Regions from separate parts of the Mus musculus genome. Here region 2 is linked to region 1. The links are chromatin contacts, called in public Micro-C maps. All regions are on one chromosome and are shown on one strand. Each heading gives the region's core, a stretch centred on a gene start, on an enhancer-like site or on the middle of the called end of the contact. The rest is flanking DNA. Distances are from core to core; before and after follow the strand shown.

Evidence for each region. A called contact is a pair of places that touch in the nucleus more often than the background predicts.
Region 2: a Micro-C map of brown adipocytes shows a contact between it and region 1, with 2.0 times the contacts expected there. The contact joins two enhancer-like sites. A contact is called at or near these places in 5 of 484 Hi-C or Micro-C datasets (brown adipocytes, cranial neural crest, nephron progenitors and 2 more) and 1 of 9 other capture datasets (embryonic stem cells).

The regions. Positions count from the first base shown.
Region 1 is chr4:105,936,016-105,938,954 of GRCm38.p6, forward strand. No RefSeq gene overlaps it. Among named protein-coding and RNA genes, the nearest start is that of Gm29922, 92 kb to the left of the region's middle. Within about 2 kb of position 1,361, at least 50 of the 459 cell types and tissues checked have an H3K27ac peak or open chromatin away from gene starts, as enhancers often do. A contact at or near this core is called in brown adipocytes, where this site is marked.
Region 2 is chr4:106,143,320-106,146,095 of GRCm38.p6, forward strand. No RefSeq gene overlaps it. Among named protein-coding and RNA genes, the nearest start is that of Gm30126, 20 kb to the left of the region's middle. Within about 2 kb of position 1,407, at least 13 of the 459 cell types and tissues checked have an H3K27ac peak or open chromatin away from gene starts, as enhancers often do. A contact at or near this core is called in brown adipocytes, where this site is marked.

The DNA.
Region 1 (2,939 bases), core at 111-2,610:
GACAGGGGGTTCTCATAAGTTATTACTCCTCACACTGCTTCGCCTTCCCGTTTGCCACACCCTCACTAACACACCAAGTCCTTCCAAGTAACACTAGGTCAACCCTAAAGACTCATGCTTTCTGCCATTGGCTTTCATGTTTTGTATACTTGACAGTGGAAATATAGAATTCTTTTTAAATTAAAAATGATGGAGAAGAGATAAGGAAAAATCCTTGGTACGAAAATTTAGGGAACCTTTGAACAAAGCCATTTACTGGCACTGTCTCTCCTCCAAAGTGCTCAGTTGTGGAGTTTATCTAAGTCACGCGATATAGTCCTCAGTGAAGAAGAAAACAGCCAGTGATTATCTTTCACACAGTTTTCATTAATTAAAGATTCAAATATAAAAATAGATATATATGTGCTCGTCAATATGCTTGGATGCTGACTTGTACAGGAATAAAGGAAGGACTGTTTCGTGATGCTTACAGTTGAATACAGACCTGAATGTCCCAGTAAGGTGGACATTTATGAAGGAGGCTTCTCCTGTCATAAAAATCCTGTGATGGAAGCCAGAAGATCCACTAGAACTAAAGTAACAAAGGATTGTGAGCTGCCATGTGGGTGCTGGTAACCCTGGTCCTCTAGAGGAGCACCAGTAATATTGAAGCATCCCTCCACCACCTTTTACATTTTTAATTATGTGTATGGCATAGAGTGGGGGTGGGCACATGACTGCACATAAATGCAGGTTCCTACAGAGTCTAGAAGAGGGTGTCAGATCCCCTGCAGCTAGAGTTACAGATGGTTGCGAGCCACCTAATAAAGTGGCAGGAACTGAACGCAAGTCCACAGCGGGAGTAGTATGAGCTCTTAACTGCTGAGCCATCTCTCTAGGCTAGATGGCTCCTGGTTTCAGGAAAGGGTTTTAAGGGCAACCATGTTAACCACAAACCACAATTACACAGTCCAACATTCTTCCATCAGTGTCTTGGCAAGAAATAGAAGATTCTATGTGTTGACTGAAGGAAACTGAATGAAGAGGTTATTTAGATAGAGTCTATCCTAAAGGGTGAAAGAGCATTGAAATCTCAGACGGAGGAGACAGAAGGGTAACCCAGAAAAACAGGAAATAGTTCACTGGTCCAATAGTGTGGCTCCCAGGTCAGGATTAGGAAGCAGAAAATCCATCCAAATGATAAGTCCATCCCCAGTAAAAGACTAGCGGTGCCCAGCAGAGAGGAGGTGCATTTGGCGTGCCCCATGTCTCAGAGGTCTGTGGCTGAGAGGAGGAACTCAGTGGTTAAGTCAGAGCTACCCAGAGAACAAGGAACAATCACAAATCAGAGAACCCAGTGTCACATTGCCACAGCCAGCTGCTGGGAGTTAGCTTCATGACACAGCTGTGGGTCAGAGCGGGGCTAGTCACAAACATACTTAGGAGCTCAGGCTATAAGGGAGCTTTTATGGAGGGTTTCTTAGTTAGTGGCCTTGGAAAGAGAGACTGAGAGCCTCTAGCTAGAGGTCAGCCAGAAAGCCATGAGTCTTCCACCCATGGCTGAGAGAGACCTCCAAAGCTCTGGCCCACAGGCCATTCCCTAGTCCATCTTCTCCTGAAGGCTGTTCAGTACCAGAGAGGATCAGAAAGACCTGCCGATCATGGGTCTCAGTGTCCCTCCTGCCTCTCTCACATTTCAACACACGGAAGATACCTTCTGGTTTAGGCATCAACTTAGTCACCTCCAGAGTTACAAAACTGGGTGTCTGAGAAGTGAGAGCCTGCCTGGCTCACACACTACAAAGCTGTATGCAGTCAGAAGGAAACTGAATGATTCGTGAAGAAGGAATGCCCACAGAGAGACTACAGCACTGCTGAGCAACTGACCCTCCACCACTCGAGGCTCAGCTCCGGTTGAGTAGAATGAAACAAAACTACCTTCAGTTGATCACCCTCCGACATGGCAGCTTCAATATTAGAGGACTCAGAAGGAAACAGCTCTAATCATTTGCTCTTGCCTTTGGGAGATTCAGTCGTGGGATCCAGTCATTGGGGATTTTTCTTACATTTTCGTCTTATCTACCATTTCTCCCACTCTTCCTCAGACACGAAGGTGACGCCTGACTGAGATTGAGGGCATAAAGCCGTGAAATGCCTTCTCAATGGAAAGAGGAAGCACACAATCTTATTCCTTACCCAAAGGTTTATTCTCTGTAAACTTTTGTGTTTGCACCAGAAAAGTAAGACACTGGGGTTTGTTCCCAACAACCAAAGCATCCATGACTCGAGAGAATTTTGGGGAATGGGAATAAACAAACAATGGAGCTTTGGAATGAAGGCTAGGAACTGAATCTCTGGCACAATCATTGTGAAGCTCCAAATTCTTGTAGCATCCTCTGTGGGTTGGACACTGCTACCCTTATCCTGAGCATCTGAGTACATGGGTTACAGGACACTGTGTCTGTATCCCAGGAGCTGAGGATGTTGGGCTTGCTTGACATTTTTTAGTGAAAAGACTTATCTGAGCATTGTGCTAAGAATTTGGGGTGTCACGCTTTCTAATCAAAATAGTCTAACTACACATAATACAGAGATGGAAAGAAAACAAGACTAATATAGAAGAGTCCCCATTTGTCCCCAAATGGTGCCCCTGTAATTATAATTAAGGCCACTTTGGAAATGAAACGCTATGCTAACACTCTCCATATGATTCCAAACTGTGCCCTTAATCTTCTACTCAAAGGAAAAGATCACACAGCTACGTATCAAAAAATGTCTGCTCAGTAGCCAAGGGTTCAGATTGGCATCAATTCCAAGGTTGATTAGAATGTCAGAGTTAATGATTTTTCTACTTGAAAACTTCACATTTCTAATTATCCTAAGTACTATGTAAACAGTGTTGAAAAGAACCTAGCTAACTTCAGCTTTTCCCCAAAATTTCCTCAAATCGCTCTCTATGA
Region 2 (2,776 bases), core at 157-2,656, 210 kb after region 1:
CTCTGCCTCTCACGTTTGTTACAACAATGAAGAACACAGACATGTGCCATTGTCTGCCCCATCCCTCCATGTCCAGAGCTTGAAATGTGGTACTGACTCCTGTAAATGGTTTTCCAAGACCCTTTCCCCTCAACAGTCCCCATCATGGCTGAGGAAGCTGTGGGGGAAAAAAATTGAGGCCATGGCAAGGCCATCTGGTACCTTTTTGTCCTTCTCTTAAGGGAAATTGAGACCTCCATGAATCTTCTGGTCCATAAAGGTCTCCCTCACTCCTTATCATATATGGTGAACTATGTGTGTCCTCACTTCAGGGCTAGTATCAATAGAATCCCAAAAGATTGAAGGCATTCACAGAGGTCCATAGGTATATCTAGCCAGCAGGGCCATTGGCACAGGTTCCAGGCTGACACTCTCAGGATCAGAGATGTGGACTGAATTAACATCAAGACTGGATACTTCATTCCTCCTTAGAATGGGGAACAAAATACCCATGGAGGGAGTTACAGAGACAAAATCTGGGGCTGAGACGGAAGGAAGGATCATCCAGAGACTGCCCCACCCAGGGATCCTTCCTATAAACAGCCACCAAACCCAGACACTATTGCATATGCCAGCAAGATTTTGCCTACCAGACCCTGATATAGCTGTCTCTTGTGAGGCTATGCCAGTGCCTGGCAAATACAGGAGTGGATGCTCACAGTCATCTATAGGATAGAACACAGGGCCCCCAATGGAGAAGCTAGAGAAAGCACCCAAGGAGCTGAAGGGGTCTTCAACCCTATAGGTAAAATAATATTATGAACTAACCAGTACCCCCTAGAGCTCATGTCTCTAGCTGCATATGAAGCAGAAGATAGCCTAGTTGGCCATCATTGGAAGGAGAGGCCCTTGGTCTTGCGAAGATTCTATACCCCAGTACAGGAGAATGCCAGGGCCAGGAAGCAGGAGTGGGTGAGTTGGGGAGCAGGGCAGGGGGAGGGTATAGGGGACTTTCAGGATAGCATTTGAAATGTATGAAGAAAATACCTAAGAAAAAAGAGAAAAGACTGGAAAGACGTGATGGCAGTATGGGGTGCAAGCAGCCATCATCCCAACCTTTCAAATTACAGTCAAGCAGGAAAGACAAAAGTGATGAGTGGAAATGTTGTAACATCCCAGCATGTTATGACACACTCAGATATGAATGAGAACATATAATTGGGGATCCAGCCTTGCTCCACTCAGGAATGTATATGTAAAATAAGAAGGACATACAGCCAAAAAAATTTCAAAATGCAAAAGGCATGACATTACACTCTTAATTTTAGTTTAAATTTTTTAAATTATGTGTAAGTGGAGCCTCCCTCTGCTGAAATCAGGATAAGACACTTATGTTCTCAAACTTGCCAGGGTCTGATGCAACTGTTTATAGGCCACATGTGCAGAGCCTCTCACGAGAAACTATCTGGATGGATATAGAATTGTGGTTCTCTGTCCAAGGTGGCTCTGCTGGTTAGCAATGGACACAGACGTAGCACGCCTAGGAAGAGGGCATCCCAGCTGAGAAATTGTCTTCATTAGCTTGGCCTGGGGGCATGTCTATGGAGCAGTTTCTTAAATTGCTAACTGATGGAGGCGTGCCTAGGCCACTGTGGGCAGTGCCAGCCCTGTGCAGATGGCCCTGGGTTGTGTAAGAAAGCAGCTGAGCAAGCAGAGGGAGCAACCCAGTAAACAATATTCCTCCGTGGCCTCTGCTTCAGTTCCTTTCCTCGCTTCCCTCAATGGTGGGCTGTGACCTGGAAGTATAAGCCAAAGAAACACTTTCTTCCCCAGTTTGCTTTTGGCAGTGTTTTAGCAATGAAGAACCAAACTAAAAAAGTGAGTTACAAGTACATTTCCCCCCCTTATAACTAGTCCTTTATAATAATATTTTCCAAATACATCAAAAAGCAGGTATCATTGAGATACCACTCTTGCCATCTCAACAGCTCTTCCAGCTCAGCCCCTTGACAAGAAAAAGGCCTTAAACCAGTGCTTCTCAACTTTCCTAATACTGGGCCTTTTATACAGTTCCTCATGTTGTGGTGACCTCAACCCTAAATTTATTTTCACTGCTACTTCATAACCGTAATTTTGCTACTTTTATGAGTTGTAATGTAAATATCTGATATGCGGGATATCTGATATGTCAGCCCTGTGAATGGGTCATTTGACCCCCAGAGGGGTCACAACTGACAGGTTGAGAACCACTGCCTTTAACAGAAAGCAGATACTACGACCCCTACAGCTACAGGCATCCTGGCTCCTGGTTCCCCAGCTATGGGTCTTGAGCTGACTGCAGCTCACTTCCTCCCATATGTAGAGAGAATGGTCATCCTATCAAACTCCCATGAAAAGACTTACCCGACTCTCAGACTCTCAACAACAGTACCAGAACTCTAGGAAAGGGAAGCTGTTGAGGCACTGCAAAGGCGGCATGTAGAAAGATGTGCTGCTTTGAATAAGAACAGCCTCCAGTAGCTCAGATATTTGAATGCTTGGTCATTGGTGCTCCCTGACAGAGACTAGGAGGTGTGGCCTTGTTGGAGAAGATGTGTCACTGGGGGATGAGTTTTGCAATTTCAAAAGCTCAGGCCAAGCCCAGTCTCTCTCTCTCTCTCTCTCTCTCTCTCTCTCTCTCTCTCTCTCTCTCTCTCTCTCTCTCCCTGCTGCCTACAGATCTCGCTGTAGAACAATTGGCTCCCTCTCCAGCACCATGTCTGCCTGCATGCTGCCTTGCTTCCTGCCATGACTATAT